Linked DNA regions of Mus musculus: regions 2, 3, 4, 5 and 6 are each linked to region 1. A link is a contact called in public promoter capture Hi-C data. All regions are on one chromosome and are shown on one strand. The core of a region is the stretch at or near the end of the contact, and the rest is flanking DNA. Distances in the headings are between cores, read along the strand shown. Region 1 holds the start of Phrf1 (PHD and ring finger domains 1). Region 2 holds the start of Bnip3 (BCL2/adenovirus E1B interacting protein 3). Region 3 holds the start of Ppp2r2d (protein phosphatase 2, regulatory subunit B, delta). Region 4 holds the start of Lrrc27 (leucine rich repeat containing 27). Region 5 holds the start of Cars (cysteinyl-tRNA synthetase). Region 6 holds the start of Nap1l4 (nucleosome assembly protein 1-like 4).

Region 1 (4,260 bases), core at 410-2,909:
GCGGATTCTAAGTTTGGGACCAGCCTTGTCTACAGAATGAGTTCCAGGACAGCCAGGGAGACACTGAGAAACCCTGTCTCAGAAACAAACAAACAAAACAAAAAACAAAAGAGAGAAAGAAGGATCATAAATGTCACTAGATATGACCTTCCTTCTGTACCAAGCTCTAGTTCCCCAAATAAGAACCTATTCATATATGTGGTCTTTACTCCTCTGTGCCACCTAACTTTCCCAGTTACTTCCAGAGGAAGCCCCTTTCACAGAAAATTCATTCAAAAACTCACTAGCCTATCCTGTGGTACCCTATGCTTCCCACCAAACCTAATGTCCACAGTCAGAGAAAAACAAAACAAAACAAAACAGCATAAGAAAGCTGAAAAATAGGGCTCAAGATCAGGGGCCCCAGATCCTAGAGGTCCATCGGCCTCAAGAACACACAGGCTATCCACTCAAAGCCACAGGGAAGGGCGAAACCCTTCTCCAAGAGGTCAAAGGCCAGGAGAAGAGCTGATGGTCTCTAAACACAGAGGGCATAACTTAAGGAATGTCAATTGTCACATGTTGCTCCTGCCTGGGAACAGTAAAGGGAGAAGAGTTCTGATAAACTATCTTACGTCTACCTGGTGCTCAGAGAATTTGCCACAGACTCCTGCTGAAACACACCGTCTCTGATATTAGAAAATGCAGACTGAGATAGACACAGAGCTTTGGCCCATTCATGACGGGGACCTCGGTCATGGTCCCAGTTTTCAGAAAAGAGGAGCTATAAGGAACTCTGTGAACCTCACTCACACAAGTCTTGGCTTTCTCTCAGTGCTGAGTGACGCCACAGGTTGCCCTTTTCACTCAGCATTCTTCCCAGAGGAATGAGTATAGAGTGGTCTATGGGGAGAAAGGAGGAATGCCGAGCTGCAAGTCAATCTCAAACTCCAACTGTGCTTCCAACCACTGGCCAAGATGACAGTCGCCAGACACGTTACTGTTTTCTGTTGCAGAGTACTCCTTTCAAGACACGATGGGAGCAACCCGGGGTTCAAACACAAGACAGGAAGACAGGTTTGAAAGCAATGTTGGCTCTGCCACTCTGCAGCGATGTAACACTGACAAGTGACTTTACCTCTCCGAACTATGGCTGTAAAGCTCCGACAGTGGTGCCTACTCGAGAATGCTGGGAGGGCTCCTCGAACTAAGGAAAACGATAATCGCGACATCAAGCACAATTTGGGCAAGTTCAGATGGTGCTGGCCAGGGCGAGGGCCATCAGGACAGAAAACCAGGTAGCTAGGGGTCACACCTTTCTTATGCACCAGTCCAGGTTCCCGCATGACCAGACAGGTGGCCGGCACCACGCCCATGGGCCTCCCGGTCGCAGCCGGACGTTCCGGGGCTCAGCTCGAGGCCTCAGCCACCCTCTCGTCCTCCGGACCGACCCGCGGCCAGAGCGACGTAGGCCTAGCCGGCCCGGAAGGCCACAGACAAAGCGTACGGCCACCATAGGTGGCCCGCGCGGCCGGACGCGACAGGGACACCGGGCCAGAGCGGCTACCGCACGTACCCGGGAACCTCGCGCCTCCCGGACGCTCCTAGACGATCCCGCCTCTGTCCGAACACGACCGCAAGTAGGCCGGTCAGCCGCCGCCGCCGTCGCCGCGCGCTCCCCGACCCGGAAGTGCACCCATACTCTTCCGGAACTTTCTGCCCTGCCCGTTGGTGGAAACTACTAAGGCCAAAACGGGGAGGAACTCGCGGCGGAGGATGACGAGACGTTAGCGCGTCCCCTTCCTCTCAGAACACCGACTAGCCCATCACAAGTACTGTCAGAGGAGAGCAGTGTTTTGCTGAGCGTGTGCTGTCCGAGCTCTCACCAGTGCACTAAACCAGGCTGTGGGTCTCACCTCCATGCAGTTGGTACAGTCCGACTCCCCATCCGCCGCGATGAATGGGAGCGGCCCCGGGACCACGTCTCCGCCCACAACCGTCCCGCCCTCCCGTGAGCGCCTCCTCCTGGTGGCTGGACTTAACTGCAGCCCGCGGCTGGAGGAGCGCTAGAGAAAAGCTTCAGGATGTCCCCTGGGTCTTCAGGTTCCCTTCCAGTATGCAGTTAATCATGATGGATCCTGTATATACGAGCTCCTCCGTCCCCTTCAGCCCGGCGAGGAGAGGCACAGTAACTTGTGAACACCGTGAAGAACTTAATTGTATGGCACAGATAATTAATAGAAAGAACAGAACTAGAGGTTACCGCCTGGCAGTAGGACACTTTCTTGCCTAGTACGCATAAAGGCCTGGTGAGAGGGGTCAAAGTATGGAGCATAATAGGATTAGGGGAAGAACCATGAGAGGACTCAGGGAAAATTCAGACCCACAAAACTGAGACTGACCTAGAGGCTGAGGGGATCAGAGGACACTGAGGTACTAAACAGGTGGCAATCATGGCTCACTGGACTCAACTGCCCATTTTGTGGTCCAGGGACCACTGTGGCTCAGAAGGGATGGCTTTTGATAGGAATAGAAGACAGACTGTAGCCGGGCAGTGGTGGTGCACGCTTTTAATCCCAGCACTTGGGATGCAGAGGCAGGCAGGCGGGTTTCTGAGTTCAAGGCCAGCCTGGTCTTCAGAGTGAGTTCCAGGACAGCCAGGGCTATACAGAGAAACCCTGTCTCGAAAACAACAAGAACAACAACAAAAAAAAAAAAGGAAAGAAAGAAAGAAAGAAAGAAAGAAAGAAAGAAAGAAAGAAAAAAAAAAAAAGAAAAGAAAAGAAAAGAAAAAGAAAGGAGGAGAAGACAGACTGTAGATTTACTGAGAAACTGGATGAGAGGGGCAGGGAGGAGAGGGAAGGAAGAATATGAAGATGAGGAGATAGGAGTCTACTTAGAAGAGGGAAAGCTAGGGTTATCCCCAGAGAGCAGAGGACAAAAGGCTGCCTTGGAGATAAAATGTGGTGGTAGTGGGGACCAGCTTTGGAACCTGGGACTTTCAGTGCTAAAAAGTCCAGATTCTACAAAGAAACTCAAGGGTAGGGTACTGAAGAAAACAAGAAAAGGAGAAGCAAACACATACATCAAGAAGGGATCTGGGGCTGGACAGGGTGACATAACCTTTACTCTCAGAAGAGACAGGCGGACCAGTGTGAGTTCAAGGCTAGCCTGGAGCACATAGCAAGTTCCAGAACAGCCAGAGCTACAAAGAGACCCTCTTTGTCTCAAAGGAAAGAAAGGACCTGGGAGCAGGGGGGTGGTTAAGATGGAGGGGTGCTTGACTGGCATGCCCAGAGCCATGGGTTCATCCCTGGCACAAAATAAATTAGATATGGAAGCATAGGCAAGATTATATAGAAGGTCATCCTTGCATACACAGGGAGTTCAAAAACAGTCTAGACTACATGAGACTCTTAACTCAAAAACGATGGGGCTGGGAGTAAGGCCCATCTGAGACTCTGAGAGTATCAGTCTTGGAGGAAGTATAGAGAAACTCAGAAGACTGAACAGGAAAGGCCAGCATGGTAACTATGCAGTAAATTCGCTGATTTGCTGGGAAGAGAACGATAAGTAGAATTAGCTAAGAAGAGGAAATTTAAAGGAGTTTAAAAAGGAGAAATATTGTGGCTGAAAGATGGTTCAGAGGTTAAGAGCATTGGCTGCTCTTCCAGAGGTCCTGAGTTCGATTCCCAGCAACCACAAGTTGACTCACAACCATCTATAATGAGATATGGCGCCCTCTTCTGGCCTGTAGACATACATGCAGACAGAATTAGGTATACACAATAAGTCTTTTTTTAAAAAAAAGGAAAATTATCAATATTCCTAATGGTGGGTTTAGAGAGGTGGTTGCTACTCTTCCAGAGAACCAGAGTTCAATCCCCAGCACCCGCATGGTGGCTCTCAACCGTCTTCAACTCCAGCTCCAAGAGATTCAATGCCTCTGGCCTCTGAGGGCACCTGCTCTTGTGTATATGCCCACATACAAACACAGAACTAATAACTTTAAAAATATTGTTACTGCTTGGAAGTAAAGAAAAAAGGACGGTGTCAGAAACAGTTCCCTTGGAACACGTCCTGTCCTCCCTTTTCTGTGAACCATTCAATTGCATGCAGATGGAGGAGGATCTAGACTCAGGTACTTTAGACCATCACTTGTGTAGCTTGAGGTTAGCTCCCCATCCTCTTTGTGACTTAGTATCTATATTAGTCAGGGATCTCTCTCTAGAGTCACAGAATTTAGGGATAGTCTCTATATAGTAAAGGAATTTATTGATG
Region 2 (4,232 bases), core at 167-2,666, 2.3 Mb after region 1:
TTTTTTTCTTGCTAGGTGTGGTAGTATGTCTGTAATCCCAGCACCTGGGGGGTTGAGACAAAGGTTTGGTGTCTGTAGCAGAGAATCTGTTTATTGTTCTGAAGGCCCTAGGCTAGAGCTCCGAGCACTGTAAGAAAGCAAGCTTTCAGTTAAGAGTGGTGGAACCACTGGGAAGCTGGGGCAGGAAAAAAAGTTTAAGACCAGAGTAGGTTACAAAGCGAATCTGTCTAAAAAAAGACATCAGATTCAGTCTGGTGACATGGCTCAGCTGCAGTGAACTTGCATGTGCAAGGCCCTCGTATAACCTTAGCACTCCAAACAAAACAAACGGAAATCAAGGCTGCATAGCTATAATCCCAGCTCTCAGGAGGCGAAAGCAGTAGGATCGGAAATTCAAGGTTAGCTTTTGCTACACAGCCAATTCAAAGCCAGCCTCGGTTATGACATTGTCTGGGAAAAAACAAAACACCAAATGAAGCTGCTTCTAGTGACCTGACCCACTGCTACTAAGATAGCTTCTTTTGAGGTTCACAAGCCCCTTCTCTATCCCAGAACTGTATCAAGAGGGAATTCCAACCTCCAAGTACAGAGAAGCTACTGGGTAGGTTACAGGGAGGATGCAGAATCCTCAAAACTGGCCCTCCAAAGGTCTCTCCAACCGTTCCTGTCCAAAAATGCCGTCCTTTCTCGCATGCAGCATACCACAGCACTACCCAACTCGCCATTGATGCTGCAGTAGAATACTGGCAAATTTTTTGTTTTGCTTTGTTGTAAACAGCTTCATACAGTGCAGCCCAGCCTGGCCACGAACCAGGGCTGGGACTAGAGTTATACATAAGCACTCCCGGACTGCATTTTTCTTAAAGATGCAACCTAAAAAACTATCTGTAAGCGTGCATAGAGACAGCGAGACCATGTGTGCTCCCATTGCTGGCGCTCGCAGGTTCCGGAGGAGATTGGGGAACTATGGGTCAACCGCGAGCAGGAGGGGCAAACTCAGCACCCAAGGCCAGACGCCCAAAAACCTGGCCGCACGTCCTCATGCCACGCCTATCTCGGAGCCCGCCCACGTCTGCCCACCTCCAGCCTGGCTTCAAGACCCGCCTCTTGGCCTCTGCAATGCGCGCACCTCGGAGTCCCAAGGCTCAGACCTCGAGCCCCGCCCCCAGACTCTTCCCTACCCGCCTAGGTCCCAGTTACTCCAGCCTCAGGCACAGCCCCCGGTCCACTTCTGCATTAGACCTTAAAAACAGCCGCCCTCCCGCGCACTCCTGCCTCAGGCCCCGCCCATGCCGGCGCACGCGCCGCACGTGCCACACGCTCCCCCGCGTTCCTCCCCCACCTGCAGGCCCCGCCCCCCAGCCAATGGGCTCCGCCGCCGCGTGCGTCCCGCCCCGCCCCGCCCCTTGTCCCTCAGTCCAGTGTCGCCTGGCCTCAGAACTGAGCGGCGCAGGCTGCCCCTGCTACCTCTCGGTGACCGCCTCCCAGGCCTGTCGCAGTTGGGTTCGGGCTCCTTTGCCGAGCCACCATGTCGCAGAGCGGGGAGGAGAACCTGCAGGGTGAGGCAGTGGGCCGAGAGGGGCCGCGGAGGCGGTAGGGTCGCGGGCTGGGGTGCGGTGAGTGGAGGCCGCGATGCAGTTCGGTGCAGCCGGGGCTGGGTGGTGAGCCTCGGGGCATCTTACAGACAGTACCTTCACAGGCAGGCCGGGTCTTTCTTTCCTGCTCTGTTCTTCACACTGTCATAGTTCTGTATTTTCAGACTCTGTAGGTCAGGGGAGCCTCGAACTCTGCGATCCTCCTTCCTCAGCTTCCCGAGTAGCTCAGATTTCAGGCCCTTGGCGTCCCCTTGTTCAGAGTTGCTTAAGTGAGTTAGAGGTTGCAGTTGAATTTTCAGTGCTTTGATTGAAGTCATTAATATTTATGACTGTAGTGCCTTTCACTTTTCCTACTTGGTACTGGGGACAGAACCAGATCTGAACGTGCTGGGTAAGTGCTCATTTCCCGAGCAACACTACCAGTTTTCATTTTATTGCTTTAAGACATACTGGTCTTGAACTTGTGATCCTCCTGGTTCAGCCTCTAGAGTAGCTGGAATTTGGAATTAACAGGCTTTGCCGCTGTGTCCCCTCTCCCCCAATCTTTACCCCTGGCTTGCTTTGTTGCCACTTCCTGATGGAAGAGGAGGATACAGGGTTTCAGACCTCTGTCAGGTTTTAGAGTTAAGAGGTGGGATAGCCGCACAGTGGTGGCACAAACCTTTTATCCCAGCAATCAGGAGGCAGAGGCAGGGGGATTTCTGTAAATTCGAGGCCAACCTGGTCTACAGAGTGAATTTCAGGACAGCCAAGTCTACAAAGAGAAAAACAGAGAGGGGGTATGGCTGGAGGTAGTGTGGAAGAGAGCTACAACAGCTCAAAAGGAGGGTAAAGTGCTTATAATTTAGTTCAGTAGGCTCACTGCAAGCAGTGAAGTAGATTGTAGGTTAAAATGGAAGTGAGGCTGGGTGTGGTGACACACCTAAAATCCCATCATGGGGTGGGTGAAGTTGAGTCTTGACAAATTCCAGGTTAGCCTGGACTACACAGTCGTACCAGGCTAGTTCGGGGCTCTGTAGCCAGACCCTGTCTCACAAATAACAGAAAGGCTCTCCCAGCATCAGCCTTTACAGACTGTTAGCACTGCGCAGACAGCTGCTAGTTTTGCAAGGCCAGCCTGGGTGCTATGTGCCATTGTCCATTTCTGAGAGCTACCTGGTGGGCCTGAGTTGAGTCTGAGTTGAGTCTCAGGCCCTGAGACTGGAGGAGGATCCTGTTGACCTTTGTACTCTCTGAAGCAAGAGTTCACCAGGTAAAACGCATGTCAGTAAACGTGAGAGAGAGGCTTTCCAAACCTTTAAAATGAATGCTTTAGTGTCAACTCCCCTCCCCCCCCCCAGGCAGGGTCTCACTCTCAGTGAACTCCCAGAGATCTGCCTGCCTCCACCTCCCTAGTGCTGGGATTAAAGGTGTGGGCCACAGTACCCACTTTAGTGTGAAGACGTGGTTTCTCTGTATAGCTCTGGCTGTCCTAGAACTTGTGTAGACTATGCTGTCCAGAGATTCTGTGTCCTGGAGTACTGGAATAGGGTAACTCAGAGCAGTGTTGTGTTAAAAGAGTTTTTAAAAAGCTTGCATTCAGAGACACTGAGTTAGCTGAATTTATTACCCTAAACGAGATTTTAGTAGGCAGAATTTAATCAGCCTAACACATTACAGAATCTGTATTTTCAAACTACAGCCACATTAAAAAAAAAATCTCGTAATTCAGGTTTTATTCCCTAATGTCAAACGTCAAACAGTTGGAATTTTTTGATTGAGAAGTTTTTTTGTCTTTTCTCTTAAGAGATCAAGTGATGTTTTGTGTAAAGTCACTTTCGTAGCTAGTTGAAATTTGATTTCTGACACTATGCTGTTAAGACTTCATCTAGGGGAGTTTCTGAGTATTCCTGAGAGGTCTCGGTTAACATACACTCAGCTGACATGCACGCCAGACTGCTGAGTCATTGGCAGAAGGGGGTTGTCATTAGACGTTTCAAGGGTTAAGGTTTTGTGTTTTTCTCTTTTACTTATTCTATAAAAAGATGGTTACGGTGTGGAAACTCAGGCTAAGGATTTGGGCCATTGTTTGGGGTGTACGTGCAGCTCAGCACTGGCTCACTGTCTAGCTCAGGGTAGGAGGGGTCACTTAGTCACATGGGTTATCTCAGCTGCCCTATGAAATGTGAATCCCAGCTTGGAGTCAGAGCTGAGGCAGCTCCTCTGTTTGCCGCTTCGTGTTTACTTCTGAGGCTGAGAGCTGTGGAAGCCTTGTTGGTAGGTGGGACAGCAAATATTCCCCATAGCAACCTCTGGGACCAGCGTTACTGAAGGCGTTACCCACAACACTGATTGGTTCTGTTCCCTTTTTACCTCTGCTCCATCTTATTGAAAGGTGTTTAGGAGCAGGGCTTTTCTGTATGACTTCTGGCATGCTGGAGGAGAGATAAGTATTGTGATATTTCTGTGCCTTGGTTGCTGCCCTTTCCTGAAAGGTCCACTGTATAGATTTAATAAGTCTTCACTTAGCTAGCTGCCCTGTCTGCAACTGGTTCTGATGAGTGGTTCTGTTGGTTATAGGCAAACTATCAAGGACAGACTTGCATGAAGAGAAAACATGGATACACTGAAGGGGTTTCTCCTTGGCTCTAGCCTCTG
Region 3 (4,453 bases), core at 970-3,469, 2.4 Mb after region 1:
GGACCACAGGCCTCCAGATGTTCTCAATGGTCATGAGTCAAGCCAGACACTTCCAGAAGAGACAGGGTGGAGGAGCAAACAAGAAGCAGGACAGGACATCTGAGGAGCGCCTGCTAGTGAGGAGTGTGGGTGGAGTGAACAGACGTCTTTAAAAGAAAGTGAAAGCCCATGGTTTATTAGACACTGAACGAGTTGCTTTGAGTCTAATATAAAATGCTAATGTCAAATCTCTAAGAATAAATCCCACAGTCTTCACGCTCTCCTACTTCCCTGTCTACCTACAATGATGGCACATTTAAACTGTGATCAGGGGAAAGAAGGCAGCAGACTGAAGCTTTGAGGATAAGGAACAGTTTTATGGAAAGCTGGGCTTTGATTGCAATGCTTGCCAATAATTTCAGAATTTGGGAAGTAGAAGCAGCAGGATCAAGAATTCAAGGCCAAAGTTGGGCACAGCAGTTTATGCCTTTAACCCCGGAGGTCAGCCTGGTGCACAAAACCAGGGCTGTTCTACAGAAAAATCCTGTCTCAGAAACAAACAGTTCAATGCCAGCCTCAGCTATATAGGGAGTTTGAGGCCAATCTGAGGTACATGAAATTCTGTTTCAAAAAACAAAAATAAACTGTAAGTGGGTGGATGAGACTGCTTAGCAGGTAAAGCCATTCGCTGTCAAGCCTGATGGCCATCCCTGGGACTCACGTGGTAAAAAGAACCAACTCTGCTAAGTTGTCCTCTAACCTCCACACGTGCAGGAGCACGAACAGGCAGGCCTATGCTCACCACACACACACACACACACACACACACACACACACACACACACACACACACAGTGTGTGTTTGAAATCCCAGGACTTGGCTGGATGGGACAACATCAAAAAACAAAGTCTGGAGAAGTGACTTTAAAGAGCAGTGTGGGAAGAGAAAACACTACTCAGTTAAAAAAAGAAAACCGCCACTACTGTAGCGCTTCAGGAGACCCCATGACAAATAAGTTCCTCTTGCTCAACAACAAGAGGTGGAGATCCAGGGCTGACCGACGTCTACCTGGCCAGAGATTGGACTGGACAGACTAGCACACCTACGACCACAAACAGGGTATCCAGAGCACTCGGTGCTCCATCCCGTCCTGAGTCCAGTCCAGCATGGGCCCCCGGAGACTGATAACCCTGCATGGTTCTCCTTCCACCTTATACGGGTGCCAGGGAGATAGATGAAAGACCCTTTATATTGCATGGGCTCCCACATTAGTGTCTGGGACCTGATTTACCCCACAGGGCCTCAAGATCAACTGCCATGCCCCCCTATCTCTCTCCTTTCACAAAAATGGACCTCACCTCACCCCGTGGTACCAACTCCTAGCGGAATCCCGGGGTCGCTGCCTAGTGTCTACAGTCCTTTTTCTTCACTCCGTACAGACGCTAGTGAGACATGCATTTAAGATCGTTATACACCCCAGACTCCAAAGACCTGTGGCCGCATCTTCCTTACATGGCTCGATACCTCTGCCCCGGCCTTACCTTCTTACAGACCCTCGAGGCCGGCGTCCACGGTCGTCTCCCCATAGCCTCCCGAGGCTGGCCTCCATGGCCATCTGTGCCCACCGACCCCTGAGGCCGGCGTCATGGCCATCATCCCCATAGCCTCCCAAGGCTAGCGTCCACCGCCGTCTCCCCAACAGATCCCCGAAGCGGGACTCAGCCGCAGTCTCTCCCCAGCCCCGCGTCCGCAGCCGTCTCCCTACGGACACCCCTCCCTCTCTTCAGCCGCTGGCCGGCCGAGGGTCTCCCGGGACAACGCCGGTCAGGCGGGCAAAGGCGGCCGCGTCCGGACCGGCGGCTGAGCGAGCATGACCTTGCGGGGCTCGGGGGTTGGGGTGGGGTGTCGGTCGGGCCTCACCTTCCGCCACGTCCTCGTCGACAGCGCCCTTCACCTGCGAGAAGCACCACTGGAAGTCGTTGCCGCCCGCCGGGCAGCCGCCGCCTCCAGCTCCTGCAACAGAGCGCGCCGTCAGGCCGGCCCCGCCCCGCCCCACCACCGTCCAGTCCGCCCGCCCGCCCCGCTCGCTCGCTCGCGCACGGCCCTCACCTGCCATGGCGCGGGCGGGACGCGCCCAGCCGAGCGCGGCCGACCGAGGCGCTCCGAGCGCTCAGCCCCGGCCGCCACCGCCGCCGCCGCTGCCGCCACCGTCGCCGCCGCCGGGGAGGGAATTTTTTCCCCTTTTCAAAATGGCGCCCAATGCCCGTCGCCCCGCCGGATGACGTCATCCCCCTCCGCCTCCTCCGACGGTCAGTGCCGCGGGGGCTGCCGGGGGCGCACCGTGCGCCGACTGCGTCTGCGCGAGCTGTCTTGAGGTTGGACCTACGTAGCCGCTGCGGTCCAAGGAGAGGAGTGTCTTGGACTAGTCCGCTGGCAGATAGAGGCGGCCTTCTCGAGTCGTGTCAAGGCTAGGACGCGACGCCCTCTACGTTCTTAAGGCCTCAGACTTTCTTCTGCGGCCGGCTGGACTGGATGCTCGAAGGCCTGGGCCTTTCCTACAGCTGAGCCAACGGGAACGCGGAACCTCCGTGGATCTGCCAATAGAGAGCGCTCGGCCGTGGGCAGGCGGGGCCTCTGATCCCCGGAGCACCTGGAACCCAGCACCTGCGTGCGTAATTTTGCCCATCATCCAGGCTCTCTTGCCCCCAGAATCTTTGATCGTAGCTTCTGAGCACTGATCTCATCAGAGTGCTACTTCAGGGATTCTTTGAGCTCTCAGTATAGCCCCTAGGGAACCGTTCTCGACATTTGCTTTATTTGTGGGTGTGTTTTTCTAGCATGAAGAGGAATTATTTGTTCGTGGGCTTGACTTATCCGAAATCACTATGAAGTTGGCAGTGAGCGTACTGCACCACTAGAGGGCAGTTGTTCCAAACCAGAGCATTCTCCACTTCAAAAATGTTTTGCCTTTTAGCAAGTGCTTTTTCTATTCTCAGTCTTGGCTGGGATGCTGCTTGTGTAGAGGTGATGTGTCTGTCCTGGTGGAGTTTACTCTTCAGCGGAGAAGAGACAATAAGAAAAACCTGGGGAAAGTTAAGTGGACTAGAGTTAAATACAACACAGAAGCAGGGGAAGGAGATTGGAGCAGTTGGTATCTTTAGGAGAGCAATTAGAGGAGATAAGAAAGAATCTCAGGCTGACGTCTTGGGCGGCTGCTAGAAATGAGAACAGCTAGTGCACAGGCTGGGCCACCCTGACCTTTTCTTTCCGATGTTTTATTTTTAATTCAATTGCACACACACACTTTGATTAGGGTCTTGCCATGTAACATGAGGCTGGTCTCTAAATTGAAATACGTCTGGTTCCACCTCGTTGGCGCTGGGTTTACAAGCACGGAGCACACCTAAGCTTGCTAATGTGTTTAAAGGGCAGCAAGAAGCTGTGGGGAGAACAGAAGTGGCCAAGGAAGGCTAGTCATAGCAGTGGAGGCAAGGTGGTCCGGGACAGAGCAGGAAGCTGTTTTCAGGGGGTGAACTCTGATGAGAGGGCTGGCTATGGCCAAGAGCTGGAGAAAGTCATGAAGAAATAGGGCCTTCCATCAGTAGCAGCACTCAGGGTTGTTTCTGAAAGAACTGTCTCTGAGTTAAGTAGGAGGATAAAATGAGCTGCATGTGTCTGGGTGTATGAGAGTAATGGAGAAGAATAAGAGACATGGAGTAGTGAGGATATAGGAATGTCACCCAGATGACACTCCAGAGCATCAGGAGAGTTAAGAGCATATGTATAGTTCTGGGAGGACGTTTTGGGAGGAGCCTGAGGACGGAATTCCAAGCCTGGGAAGAAGCATTCTGAGACTGCTTGCAGAACTGGGGTTTAACTTAAGTTTATCCAGACTCCATGTAGGCATGGGTATCTCAAGTAATGCCAAGTGATCTCGATATTCCTATCTGCCTAATTGTAGCTGCATGTTTAAGTTATGTAGCTAGACAGCACTGTCACATGTGTGTCTGTGTGTACTGGGGTGCTTCTTAATGAAGAATGACAGACCGAATGGACAGAACTGTAAGTAGCTGCCTTAATAATTAGTGGCAGGCAGTATATTTGGCTTACACTTCCACATTATAGTCCATCACTGAAGGACATCATGGCAGGATCCTGGAAGCAGGAGCTGATGCAGGTCATGGAAGTGTGCTGCTTACTGGCTGGCTCCTCATGGCTTGCTCATCCTGCTTTCTTACAGATCCCAGAACCACCGGGACAGAGGTGGCTCCACCCATAATAGGCTGGACTCCTCCCCATCAATTACCAATTAAGAAAATAACAGGTTTGCCCTCAGGTAGATCTGAGGGAGGCATTTTCTCCATTGAGGTACCCTCCTCTCAGATGACCCCACCCTGTCAAGTTGACATGAAATGAGCCAGCATAGGCCAAATTTAACTTTTTAAAATATATGCACATCTATGCCCAGGCCAG
Region 4 (4,008 bases), core at 1,412-3,911, 2.0 Mb after region 1:
TACAAAAAGAGGGCCAAAGTGCTTGCTCCTCTCATGCCTTGAGAGCAGATGTGGGCAGAGTTACCTCAGTGCTGTGATGTAAGTTTCTGACAAGGTCTTTATGCATTTTACTCTGTCATCTTACCATATACCACAGTACTCTTTCTAAGTTCCAGATGAAGCTGAATGCAAGGACATTCTGTGACACCAGGGCAGTGCCAACAATGCCGGGGCATCCTCTATCCTGTCTGCCATCATCAACACTGCTTGCTCCAGAAAGCACAGGGGCAAGGCAACTTTACTAGGGAGTTCCCTGAAGGCCGGTCTGACACAAAGGAAAGCTGTGTGTAACATCACGAGAATGAGAGAAAATTTTCAAGTGTTTTCAGAGTGCCCGGGGAGTTCAGAAGAACATGTATTTTAAATCAGAGACCCAGGGTGTCTGGGCACTGATCTCCACCCGACTTTCTCATGAAGAAACACAACCCATGGTTGGCAAAGAGCTGCCCCATCCCGATACCTAGCTCTCTCTGTTGCCTGGCACCGCATCTCAATTGCTCTTTGTTGTGATCAGCCAGTGAAACGCCAGTGAACCCTCTTGCTCCTTCTAGAATTCACCTCTCTGAACAAGAGGAACAAAGGGCCAGAGCTGATTCTGCTGCTGGCTGCAGGCACGCGTGCATCCTAACCCTCCCAGCATCTGGACTTACTTGGAGGTTGGGAATTTTAAAGAACTTTCCCAAATGGCGCAGGCCTCTTTGACTCAGGTCTAAAACTGGTGAGGAAGAAAAGATGACCCCTTCAAAGTCCATTTGATCATCACCCTCTCTGGAAAAGTGATCGGGGAAGCTCTTGGTGGCGGCAGCAGCATCATCCTTGAGATCTTTAGCAGCCTTGGGGTCTTTAGCAGCCTTCTCGGCCACTGCTTGGGGGCTGGTGTCCTCCATGTGATGCGCTCCAGTGGCCACTGCTCATCCTTCTTGGTATGGAGTCACCTGGAAACAAGGGGGGTGGGGGTGGTGTGTGTGTCTTAGCAACCAGAAGTCACACGGGGGTGGGGGGGTGGGGGGAGGGGGGATGGACTCGAGTTGCTGAAAAAGCAACAGTACTATGAATTTAGCTTTAAACTTGTAAATGCTGGGACATAAGGAGGTACTGGTTATATTCTTTGCTCCTCACGCTGTACCACAAAGTTTGAAGAAGAGAATGACAATTATGATTCGAGAAGGGGGGCTCAAGTAGTCTGGGCTGGCCTCCAACTCACTGTGGTGAACTTCTAACTCCTGATCTTCCTGTATGCACCTCCAAAGTGCTTAGATGACAAGCAAACAGCCACCTGACTACAGTCTAACTGGAAGATACCAGTGGAAACAAGCATCCAGGATGAAAACACCGGGGGACTTTTCAAGTTTGCAAAACACCTGTAAGATGGGAAGAGATAAGACAGTTTCCTATTTCCACCCTGGAAATTCCTCTGCTTCTTGTATCCAAGACTCTGAAGTCAGGAAGCCAACCCCTGCCTCCCACACTGGCCCAGACCAGACCAAAGAGGTATCTAGGTGGGCACTAGGGAAAAACCTGGGCAATGACAATCTTGCATCTTAGTTCAATAATCCTGTTGCTTAGCCAGGGTATTACTTGCAAAACCATCCAAGCAAAGAGGATGGCTGAAAGATCTGCCAAATGCTGGCACACTTTCCTAGTTTCACTCTCCTTTAAGGAGCGGGTGACTTTTCAGTTAAGGAGCTGGTCTTAAAGGTGTACAATTCATGGGGAACCTAGGTCTGCGTTGGCAGGAGATATGCCACCCCCCCCCCCAAGCTGGGTAATGGGTCTCCCTAAGGTCTCCAAGCCTTTGCATAGTCTACGGCTTATTGTATTTTTTTTCTACACCTTGGAATTAGGAGGAAAGATTCTGCCTCCATCAAATTACATTGTAAGGAAAATGTGTGGACAAGAGGGAGGCAGGGGACTAGTGATGCTGTTTCCAGACTGGGCTGGTAGGGGAACTCGACTTTTGGACCTCAATCCCATCTTCCCAGGTGCGGCCACTGTAAAAGGGTAGGGGATCTAGTCATAGTTCTCTCCCACCACCGCGCCATCAAAGGCTGACGTTCACAGGACCCCCAGCAGACCAGACTCACTGCTCTGTGAGTCTGTGGCGGTCTCCTCAACCCAACCCAGCGTCTACTCCCGCCCGCCAGACTGTGACCCCGCCCCACAACCTGGTGGCCGGGTCCCATCCAGTGCAGCCGGCTAGCGGTGACTGACGTAACAGCTATCCCACCCTCCAGCCCCGTTGCTCTTCCCCGCCCACCTGCGACTCCGCCCTGACACGTCGGCTGCCCCGCCTCCGAGAGGCTCAGGCACCACCTAACAAACCAGCGAGCTGCGCGGTTTACCAGGTCGCCATGGAGACGCTGCTGCGGTACGGAGGCCGGAAGGCATCAAGTCGCAGGTCTGGCTTGGGATAGCTTCGGTGCGCGTGCGCTTACCGCCTCTTATGCTGGAGGTGGGCGACAAGGCCAGAAAGAAACTTCGAGAGGATGGGCTGGTGGATTCGGGGAGGGCTTGGGGACCCGAAGGAGGTCGAGTGATGCTTCTGCTGACCAGACCGTCTTCCAGGGCCATGGACCCTCGGGCCTCAGGCCTCTGGAACTGACCGCTGCCCTCCGCGCCTGCGCAGAAGCAGCTGCCGCAGTGCTGCGCTCTCGGCTTCCCAGGCTGGTGCCGGGTTTGCTGGCCCTTTTGTCCTGGGGCCTGGATCTGCACAGACTCTCCTAGTGTGGAAACTTGGAGGCTGTCCTTTTCCATTTAGAAACCTGCAGAGCAGGGTATTCTGGGAGGCAGGTCAACCAAGTCCATAGACCCTAAACCTTTAGAGAAAAAGGATCCCTCCCGAAAAGAGAAATTACGGGAACGTGGTAAACTGCCTTAGTATCAGATCTGGTGGGGATAGAAGGCCCGCTGCGGATTCTAGAGGATCCTGACCAATGAAGTGATATGGGTCACTCCTTTCTGGGGGCCAGAAGTTGAGATCTTAGCAATTTCCACCGTTTTTAGTGAGTAATGTGTCACACACAGAGCAACATGACACGTCATCAATTCTAAGGGAAACTATCGGAAATGAACTGGCCTGGACATTGAATTATGCCCTTAGCTAACGTGCTCAGTGATATAATCTTGCTAAACATTTTTGAAGTAGCAAAGCAGGATGGAACTGAAAGTATAAGATGGGACCAAAGTGGAAGTCTAGATCCAAAACAACAGCAAATTTTGTTTACTCAGGCCAGCAAGATGAGTTAATGCTTAGAACCTAGGTAGGGGAGAACCAATTCCACAGAGTTGTCCTGTGGTATCCCCTATATGAATGCAATAATAAATTTAAATAATAGAATAGAATTTTCAATTCATTTACTAATATATTCTTTAGGACTGAAAGTGAGATGGGAGTAAGTTGTAAGAAAATATCCCCAAACAAGAAAACAAGAAAACCTAGGAAACTCAAGAGTTGTGGGAGCCCAGTAGCCCTCTGATCAAATGTCTCCTGATGTCCCTTCAACACTGCAGAGATGGCGGCTGGCAGCTGGAATCCCCCCGAGTGTTCCATTGGTTACAGGTTGCTAAAGCTTGGGGTCAAGAGGTGCTGTGAGGAGCGTTAGGATACAGAGCAGGCAGGGCATTCCTGCCTGGCCACACAGGCCATCAGAGAGGCCCCTTTCTGGTGGCTCTCAGTGGAATGCTTGCCACGTACTCATGGGATCACCAGAATCCATTTAAAAAGTTCAGGTGCAGCAGTGTATGCCTATAATTCCTGTTCTTGGAGACAGGCAAGCGGATTCTGAGGGCTCACCGGCCAACCAGCCTCAACCACTGTGGAGCTCTAAGCCAGTGAGACCCTGTGTCAAAAAACAAAACAAACAAGTTAACAGCTCCTTAGGAACAACACCCATAGTTGACATTCAACCTCTACATATGTACATATACCCACCCACATATGTGTGCAGATATGTACACACACACATGCAC
Region 5 (4,511 bases), core at 276-2,775, 2.4 Mb before region 1:
TTTAACACCCTCATTCTAGCTGCCTGGAAGCCAGTCTTCTAGCGGCCTTCAGCTGAAGAGGTCTAACTCTCACCTCCTGCCTTGATGATAATGTACTGAACCACTGAACCTGTAAACCAACCCCAATTAAATGTTGTCCTTATAAGAGTTGCCTTGGTCATGGTGTCTCTTCACAGCAGTAAGACCCTAACTAAGACCTATGTGATACATTATTTCTCTGCTGCCCATGAAATGAACCAATTCAAGCCTGATTAGAGTACATATAGGCAGGTTTATTAGGAAGCTGCTCTCAGGCGAAAGTTCACTGGCCCCAAGGACTGAGGCCAAGGAAGTCACCATGGTGGGGGAGGAGAGAGAAAGAGAAAGGGTGTGAACATAGAGAAGACAGGAGGAGCGATGAGGAAGACCAAAACATCTGGTTTATATAGGGAAGAGCCTCTGGGGGAAGGGCAGTCCAGCCCCTGGGCTGGAAAGTTCAGGGTTACAGCAAGGGTATGCCAGGTAGGGACTGAGGGATGCTGAGAGAACCTGGAGGCCAGGTTTGCTTTGAAATATAAAATTTGCACCTCAGTCCCTTGTCCCAAGGGTACATAACCAAACAATACATATTACCAAGTATCAATTATTTTTTAATTAATTATTTATTTATGTTGAGACAGAGTCTCTTATGGAGCCATGGCTGACTTGGAACTCACTGAGAACTGCCTGCTTCTCCCTCCTGAGTTTCCAGGAATTAAGACCATGGTTGCCAGAATATATATATACCAGAATATATAATTGTATTTATTTATTTCCCTGCACACACACACAACACATGTCTTTTTCACCACAGGCATGCAAAGCCCACAAGGATCAAAAGAGGGTTAGGATCCCATGGAACTGAAGTTACAACCGGTTGTGAGCAGTTGTGAGTGCTAGAAATCAAACCGGTGTCCTCCAGAAGAGCAGCCGTGCTCTTGACCACCGAACCATCTTCCAACCTCAAAACGGAGCTTTTAAAAAAAAAAAAAAATTGTGAGACAGGGTCTCGCTATATACCTGGCTATGTTTCTAAAATAATACTTTCCATTTCTTCTCATAAACCTCCCTCTGATGGTGTGTCTTGGGAGGCGACATCAGGAATTAAGGAACACACAGGAAATAAAAGGATTCAGGAGAGAGTGTAACAGGAACCACCTGTTTCCAGGCTTGTGTGGCCTTTTGGAGAGTGTCTCAGAAAAAGGCGTCTTCCTCGCCCCTCTCCTCCAGTCGCTGAGTCCCTTGCCCCACCCTTTCCCTTGCATCTCTTTAATCTCTACTCGTTTTGCCCCGCCCCTCTACCCAGCTCCTCGCCCCTCCCACTCCCCCATTTCGTCCCGCCCCTCCCAGCCCTCTTCAGCAGCCCGGGTTTGCGCTTCTCACTGTCTTAGCCCTTTGGTGTCTATTAAGTTCCGCGCCAGCGTAAACCATAGTATTCTCCCATCATGCCCCACGTCGGCGTCAGTTTGCAGTTGCCTAGCTACTGGACATGCCCGGAAGACGACTGGTGGGGCGGGACTTCCGGCGCCGCGGTTGCATCAGATTCTGGAAGGCGTCTGTGGCGGCGGCCGCGGGTCTTGATTCCCAGTGATGGCAGGTTCCTCCGCGGAGCAGGGTGAGGTTTGCGGGATGACTGTGGAGCTCTGGGTACAAGCATGGCCCGAGTAGGCAGTACCGGGCTGGGGCTGTGTGGGCAGCATGGTCCAAGGAGGCAGTGCCCAGGCCAGTGCTGTGGCGACAGCGGTGGAACGAGTGGGTAATGCCAAGCGAGCCAGGGGTTGGGGGCAGCAAGACCCAGGGACTCAGTGCTCAGGTCGGGTCTGTGGGGACAACCATGGACTAAGTGGGCAGTGCCCAGACCAGTGATCCGAAGATAGTAAAGGCTTAAATGGGCAGTGGCAGGCAAAGGCTGTTCGGCAGAGGATCCCTGGGCGGGAAGTGACCAGCCAGGGCTCTAGAGTGGAGGCTATTGGGTTGGGCAGTGGCTAGGTCAGGGCTCTAGGAACAGTGCATGCCCAGGTGGGCAGTGACAAGCTAGAGATCTGGATTAGGCAGTGACTGGAGTGGGCAGAGATGGATCCTCAGGTGAGTAGTATCCAGTCCAGGGCTCTGGGATAAAACGTTCTCCGGTAAGCCTGTGGGGACAGCCGTGGCCCAAGTGGGCAGTGCAAAACCAAAGCTCTGGGGATGGCCAGCGTCTCAATGGACAGTGGCAGGCCAGGACCTGGGGGTGGCTGCCATGACTCCCTGAAGCTAGAGTACTCCTTGGTGGGACCTGACTCCTGTCTTGTAAGTGCCTCCCTTCCTCAGCTTCAATTTTTTGATTGGGTTAAGGCTAAAGTTTCCTTGGATACTCAGCAATAGGAGAGATGGTCCTGTTTCAAATAGCCTGACTCTAGTTGGTACCTGGATGAGACCTCACCACTCCCCCTCCTGCCCTGGCTGGACTTTGGGGGTAAGGCAAAGGCCCAAAGATTGTTTTGGTCTTCTGCCCAAGCAGGTGGGCGGAAGGGCACATGAGGTTGGTACTTAGGGAAGTAGGGCAGAGGAAGCAGGGACTCCGTGTACGCATACATGAAAGAGCTTGGGGATTTATGAAGGCTTTAATCTCCAGTGTGGTCAGCAGTCACCACAGAGACCTGTCCAGTCAGAGCATCACTGTCAGAGCATCATTGGCAATCTACTTTATTGCCAATTGGGAGATTCCCTCAGAAAGCAGTCACTTACGTCACCCCAGGGTAGACCTGGGCCTTGGCAGATCGCTGAAGAGCAGTGTCTTTTCTCATCTTTTTAGCAAGTGGGTTCTAGAAAGAGCAAAGGCCTTGGCCCATATCCTGGAAGGTGAGAAGCAAGCCTTCAAAGGCAGAATGCTTAGTGTAGGTTTTAGTCTCTGTGATGAAGCCAGAAATTAGATGTGAGCTCTGACTTCTCAGTTACCTGTCTCCAAGATCTCTCAGGCATCCTGTGGTGCTCTGTGGTTACTGTGGCCTTGCTGGATTCTGATCACCTGAGTACCCAGATGACAAGACTGCTTAGCATGTGCCTAGTGACAGTGGTACCTACCTTTGTATTCTAGCATTCCACTCAACTGGCATGCCTAGTTTCTATCTGCTTCACCCACAGCAGCTTTTGTAAGTCCACCTAGACTACTATAACACAGAAGCATGGCCAGCAGCTCCACCCTGAGCTGCCCAACAGGTCTAGGATCACAACTATGCCCATACTCACATTACAGGAAATGGGTCCTGCCACTGAGGGTGGTGTAGTCATAGGAAGAACTTGGAACAGTGCCAGGTGTGTAAGGACCAGGTCTGTCAAGAATGGGACTCTGCGACTCCATCCATCCATCCATCCATCAATCCATCCAATTAGACAGGGTTTCATATAGCCCAGGCTGGAATTCCCGATCCTTCTGTCTCCTATAGGGATGGCAGGTATCACAACACCATGTCTAGCTTCCTCTTTGGCTTTTAAGTAAAAGTGTATACATGATGTGCAGATCTCAGGGGAGATCACAAGTCCTGAGGGAAGATGATCCAGGAGTCAGAACTTCCATGAAAATCCAGGAATGGGTGTGTGGTGGCATGTGCCTGTCACTCAGTAATTTTAGTGCTCCAGAGGCAGAGGTAAGGGGATCTCTAAGAATTCAAGGCCAGCCTGTTTTACATAGTAAGTTCGAGGCCAGTCATAGATAATAGATACATAGTGAAACTTTGTCTCAAACAAATTAACAAAAAAACGAAAGAAAAAAGCAACTCAGAGAAGGTAGCCACTTTTAACAAATCCAACAAAGCTATGTGTGGCTACACATCAGTAATTCTTACACTCTGGGAGATGAGGCAGGAGGATTACCAGTTTGAGACCAGCCTGGACTACATGGGATCCTGTTTTAAACAATATAAAACCACTCAGGAACTGGAAAGCCACAGTACAGAGATGGCCTTTAGTTGCAACTTGAGGGCACTGGGGTGATTGCTTTTCCCTTCCTGTTTCCTCAGAAGATGGCCGAAGCTCTGAATGACGTGGGACACAATGTCACCCAGAGTATGGGATCGCAGGCTTATTTCAGGCCCTCTGATAGGTGGAGCTCATCTCAGGTGCCAGATTTTCCCCATAGCTTAACCACATAGTCTTCATAATCATGCCTAACATGTAGTCTGCCACAGTACAAGTCCCAGGGCAACTGCAACGGTGCCTGTGTTCCTTGTGACCCTTCCTGTGCAGATGAGCACCCTGAGGTCTAGAGAAGTAAAGTGTTCAGTCTGCCATCACCACAGCTAGAGACAGGCCAGGTACCCCTGGGTGCAGGGACTTCAGCTACCATGTAGCGACCCTTTTTCAGAATCTCTTAGAATGACCAGGTTGGTTCCAGTTGCCAGGTACAGGAAGTAGAAAACAGAGCAAAATAGACCTCTCTTTTTTTTTTTTTTTTTTTTTTTTTTTTGTTTTCTGTTTCAAAATGCTTTATTTTTACTTGGTCCAAGATGTGGGAG
Region 6 (4,250 bases), core at 1,196-3,695, 2.3 Mb before region 1:
AATCTGTAGATAAAAAACAAAAAAAAATGACTAAACATTTTATTAATGTTAAAAATTAAGTAGTGTCGGGCTGGAGAATGGCTCAGCGGTTAAGAGCACTGACTGCTCTTCCAAAGGTCCTGAGTTCAAATCCCAGCAACCACACGGTGGCTCACAACCATCTGTAATGAGATCTGATGCCCTCTTCTGGGGTGTCTGAAGACAGCTACAGTATACTTACATATAATAAATAAATCTTTAAAAAAAAATTAAGTAGTGTCATGCTGTAGACCTCCCCCCCCACACCTTCTGAGCACCTCTCTTAATCCCTATGCTTCAGCCTGTATTCAAATAGCTTTATTAACCCAGGCATGGTAGTGAATAACTTTAATCCTAGGAGGCAGAAGCAGTCAGATAGATCTCTATGAGTTAACAGGCTAGGGCTACATAGACCCTGTCTTAGAGATAATAAATAATGAAATACCATTATTAAACTTATTACCAGTTATTGGGGTCTGAGTGTTTTATTCAAGGAATTGAAATAAAGATACACACAGATTGTAAGGTAGCAAGGAAATAGTATCCAAAAGTGAATAGTACAGATCAGAAATACTCTGTGACAGGCCCACGAGGCTGGCCTTGAATTTCTAGAGATCTGTCTGCCTCTTCTTCCTGAGTGCTGGGATTAAAGGTGTGTGCCACTACTGCCTGGTGTCTTACTTAATATTAAAAAGGGGGGTTTGGGCTGGAGAGATGGCTCAGCGGTTAAGAGCACTGACTGCTCTTCCAGAGGTCCTGAGTTCAATTCCAGCAACCGCATAGTGGCTCACAACCATCTGTAATGGGATCTGATGCTCTCTTCTAGTGTGTCTGAAGACAGCTGCAGTGTACTTATATACAATAAATAAATCTTTTTTAAAAATATGTTGGGGGGACTTTTACACTGCCCAGAGCATTATTAGAAAAGCATTATGTGTAGTCCAAACCAAATAAGTCCCTGGCTACCAAACTATTTTCTATACTTGTCTGATTTAACCACATCCACTCCCCAAATAAAAATGAAGTAAAAACCTGGTGGTGCTGCTGCACGGCTTTAATCTCAGCACCGGAGAGGCAGAGGCAGGTGGATTTCTGTGAGTTTGAGGGCATCCTGGTCTACAGATCGAGTTCCAGAACAGCTAGGGCTACACAGAGAAACCCTGTCGTGGAAAAGCAAAACCAGCCACTAACCAATCAAAATGTCAGGAAAAAAAAATGTATGTCAGAAAAAAATGTAAGTAAAAACATACGAGCTTATTTACTTTCCTTAATTTTGTAAGCGAAACTGTTTATACATAGTTCCAATTTAAGAATGAAAGAGAAGTAATACAGAAAAACAATGCTGTAGACCTTCTGGCCTTCAGTAACCACACTTCATTTTAAGTTTTTGTTTTTCAGACAGGGTTGCATGTTGCTCAGACTGGCCCCACACTGGCTACATAGTTGGAAGTGACAAACTGCTCATTCTGTCACCTGTATCTCTTATCTCAGAAGTACTGGGATTGAAGGCATGCATGTTGCACCATACCCAGCTTTGTTTCCAACTGCCCTGTTCGTAGAATTTGTTAGGAAAACACACATTATCTGCAAGCAAGTTATTTATTCTTATCAGATGTTGTCTATTGCTTCAATGAAAACACCATGACCAAAAAGCAAGTTAGGGAGGAAAGGGTTTATTTGGCTTACACGTCTATATTGCTGTTCATTACTGAAGGAAGTCAGGATAGGAACTCAAGCAGGGCTGGAACCTGGAGGCAGAAGCTGATGCACAGGCCATGGAGGGGTGCTGCTTACTGGCTTGTGCAGCTTGCTTTCTTACAGACACCACCAATAAGCCCAGGGGTGGTACTACCCACAATGGGCTGGGTCCTCTCCCACCAATCATTGAGAAAATGCCTTACAGTTGGATCCTATGGAGGCATTTTCTCAAAGCTCCCTCCTTTCAGATAACTCTAGTTTGTATCAAATTGACACACAAAACCAGCCAGTACAGATGTGCTGAACTTTTCTATCAGAAGGGTAGTCCCATGCCAGGCAGGCACTGTAGACAGAGGGTCAGAAGGCCTTGAGAAGTAGGCGGTGCTTTTCCCAGGCCGGGGGAAGGCAGGGAGTTGTAAGTAATCTGGAAAGAGCGTTGCCGATGTGGTCCAGGAAGCTCAAACCCTAGAGGTTGTAACAAGCCCAAAGTCCTACACGCGCGCCCAGCAGCCCCTTTAAAGAAGCACGAACTGCGCGTGCGCCGGAACACACGTCACTACTCTAACTACATATAGCTCGCGGGCTTAGGCTGGACGCCGTGCTCCCTCAACAGATTTTGATTGGATACCGCCTTTCCTAGTGCCTGGTGCAGTTGATAAACAGCTCTATTGTCCATTCGTCGCCCGTTTTGCTCGCAGAGGGTGGAGCCCGGCGATACGGCCAATGGCAGGTGGTTTTGTTGGCGACCACGGCGGTGCAGCCCCGGAGCGAGCTTAGGACAGGCGCCACTGCCGCAGGAGGCGCGAGGTGCGGTGCTGGCGGGTAACGGCGCGGCGGGCGGCTGGCGAGGGACTGGGGCGGAGGAGGCGGAGACGGGGAGGAGTGGGCGGCGCGGGCAGGCCGACGCGCCATGGCGGCGAGCAGAGGCGGGCGGCGACCGGGTCAGAGGTCCGGGTGGCGGGTGGCGGCGGATGGCGGGCCGGTCCCTCCTCCGTGCAGCCCCGCCCCCGGCTGAAGGTCAGCGCGCTTTGTTCCCGCCGCCCGAGAACCCACGCGAAGCGGCGCAGGCGGTTCCTTGAGAGGACAAGGCCTCCCCAGCGAGGTGGGCCTGGGTACGCCTCGTCTCAGACCGCGCCTGGGAAGGAAGGGGTCTACTGGGCCGCCGCCTCGCCCTTCCGGGCTTTGCATGCTCTCCGCACAGTGCCCCGGTCTCTGAGCCAGACCTCACTCTCTGAGCCTGCGGTGGAGGCGGAGCCAGCCTAGTGACACACACTGAGCCTTCAGACCCGGGCGCCCCTAACGGGTTCAGGGTCGTCAGCAGTACCCCTTCTTCCGAGGGTATCCTTGGGGCAAGTTGGCCCGCACTTCCTCCAACTCTGCTTCGCTGCCTCTTGGAGGAATTTCCGCGGTAGCTTCCGGCGCGTGCGCTGCGGTAACGAGCATATGCATATTCCACAGCAAAAAGACTCAAGTTTAAGTTTTTGGTCCAAAAGTTAAATGCTTTTAAGTTACTGCCGCCTTCCTGTCATAGTAGTTGCTTCCTCTCGGTGACTAATCTCCGCTTACTACACACCAGGGGCTCCTTTAAGCTCCTGACGTGTCTTAACTCATTCACAATAGTACGTGATGTAGGTGCAACAGGCTGACTGTGCATTAGCAAGAAACGCCTGGGTTTTGAAGTGGTTCGGTTTGTGGAATATTTGTAGGTCTGACAGATGAGCGTACCTAATCTGGAAATCCAAAATGTGCTCGAAAAGAAGTGGGTTTTGGGACGTTCTGATTTCTTTTCTTCTTCTTCTTTTTTTTTTTTTTTTTTTGGTATAGGAGTATTCGACCTGTATTGCAAATTAAGTCCCTGATAGGTTAAGTGTGATGGTACCTTGCATCTAAATTCAAATAGATTTAATCTGGCTCAGTTTTAATAATAAATGTTTATTATTAAATAAATAACGTATTGAAACAAATATTCAGATGAACAGTAAGATTCAGAGAAAGCAGGGCTTTGATAGGACTAGAGTATAGTTCACCTGTCGGGTAGTCTACAGCTGTATCATTTTAACTAAAGTAGATGCTGTAAAACTCAGTTGTCGGTCTCAACCCCCCCCCTTAGTTGACCAATATTGGTTCACAGTGTCATAACATTTAAACACATTTTGATGTTTTAGCTTTAAATCCCGAACTGTTTTTCACAGTTAATATAGAATAGCTGGTGAAAATAATAGTGATTTTATCGTTTTTTGAAAATTCTGGAATTGTATTACCAAAGTTCTGGGGGAAAATGTATGTATTTTGGGATCTTCTCAGAAATCATGGCTTGTGAGCTGGCCATTTGGCTTTGTGTAGTTGAGTATATAGAATATACCAGTGGGCAATAAATCTCCTGCAGGGGTGGTATTCTTAGAAATGAGGTAGTTCACCACTTTGGTCTGACTTTGTACTTGAGTCTTAAAATGCCCCAGCTAAGATAGATATGGCAGTATACACCTAGATTCCCAACTGCTCTGGAACTGTTTAAAATCTGTCTTGGAAAAACA

Evidence for each region. Promoter capture Hi-C pulls out the DNA fragments that hold promoters and counts their contacts.
Region 2: a promoter capture Hi-C map of pre-B cells shows a contact between it and region 1, with 2.4 times the contacts expected there. The contact joins the promoter of Bnip3 here to the promoter of Phrf1 in region 1. A contact is called at or near these places in 1 of 39 promoter capture datasets (pre-B cells) and 1 of 484 Hi-C or Micro-C datasets (trophoblast stem cells).
Region 3: a contact with region 1 is called in a promoter capture Hi-C map of pre-B cells, with 4 times the contacts expected there. The contact joins the promoter of Ppp2r2d here to the promoter of Phrf1 in region 1.
Region 4: a promoter capture Hi-C map of pre-B cells shows a contact between it and region 1, with 3 times the contacts expected there. The contact joins the promoter of Lrrc27 here to the promoter of Phrf1 in region 1. A contact is called at or near these places in 2 of 39 promoter capture datasets (cranial neural crest and pre-B cells).
Region 5: a promoter capture Hi-C map of pre-B cells shows a contact between it and region 1, with 2.9 times the contacts expected there. The contact joins the promoter of Cars here to the promoter of Phrf1 in region 1.
Region 6: a promoter capture Hi-C map of liver shows a contact between it and region 1, with 4 times the contacts expected there. The contact joins the promoter of Nap1l4 here to the promoter of Phrf1 in region 1. A contact is called at or near these places in 4 of 39 promoter capture datasets (the C10 cell line, erythroid cells, liver and 1 more) and 1 of 115 datasets of contacts at active chromatin or transcription factors (extraembryonic endoderm stem cells).

The regions. Positions count from the first base shown.
Region 1 is chr7:141,226,187-141,230,446 of GRCm38.p6, reverse strand. Phrf1 (PHD and ring finger domains 1) reads right to left here and starts at 1,659. Exons shown (of 18, transcript NM_001081118.1): 1 at 1,556-1,659. Gm51460 reads left to right here and starts at 831. Exons shown (of 1, transcript XM_030243134.1): 1 at 831-2,241. The coding sequence starts at 1,236. The coding sequence ends at 1,724.
Region 2 is chr7:138,906,690-138,910,921 of GRCm38.p6, reverse strand. Bnip3 (BCL2/adenovirus E1B interacting protein 3) reads left to right here and starts at 1,416. Exons shown (of 6, transcript NM_009760.4): 1 at 1,416-1,559. The coding sequence starts at 1,529.
Region 3 is chr7:138,844,152-138,848,604 of GRCm38.p6, reverse strand. Ppp2r2d (protein phosphatase 2, regulatory subunit B, delta) reads right to left here and starts at 2,219. Exons shown (of 9, transcript NM_026391.2): 1 at 2,090-2,219; 2 at 1,901-1,993. The coding sequence starts at 2,096. Mapk1ip1 (mitogen-activated protein kinase 1 interacting protein 1) reads left to right here and starts at 2,338. Exons shown (of 2, transcript NM_001045483.1): 1 at 2,338-2,648.
Region 4 is chr7:139,211,641-139,215,648 of GRCm38.p6, reverse strand. Lrrc27 (leucine rich repeat containing 27) reads right to left here and starts at 2,661. Exons shown (of 11, transcript NM_027164.1): 1 at 2,382-2,661; 2 at 690-974. The coding sequence starts at 926. It also overlaps a transcript of Stk32c not described here.
Region 5 is chr7:143,597,104-143,601,614 of GRCm38.p6, reverse strand. It overlaps Cars (cysteinyl-tRNA synthetase), which reads left to right and starts at 1,525. Exons shown (of 23, transcript NM_013742.5): 1 at 1,525-1,633. The coding sequence starts at 1,609. Gm15579 (a long non-coding RNA gene) reads right to left here and starts at 1,511. Exons shown (of 2, transcript XR_870064.3): 1 at 1,402-1,511; 2 at 757-992. It also overlaps the pseudogene Gm15580.
Region 6 is chr7:143,547,315-143,551,564 of GRCm38.p6, reverse strand. Nap1l4 (nucleosome assembly protein 1-like 4) reads left to right here and starts at 2,445. Exons shown (of 16, transcript NM_008672.3): 1 at 2,445-2,523.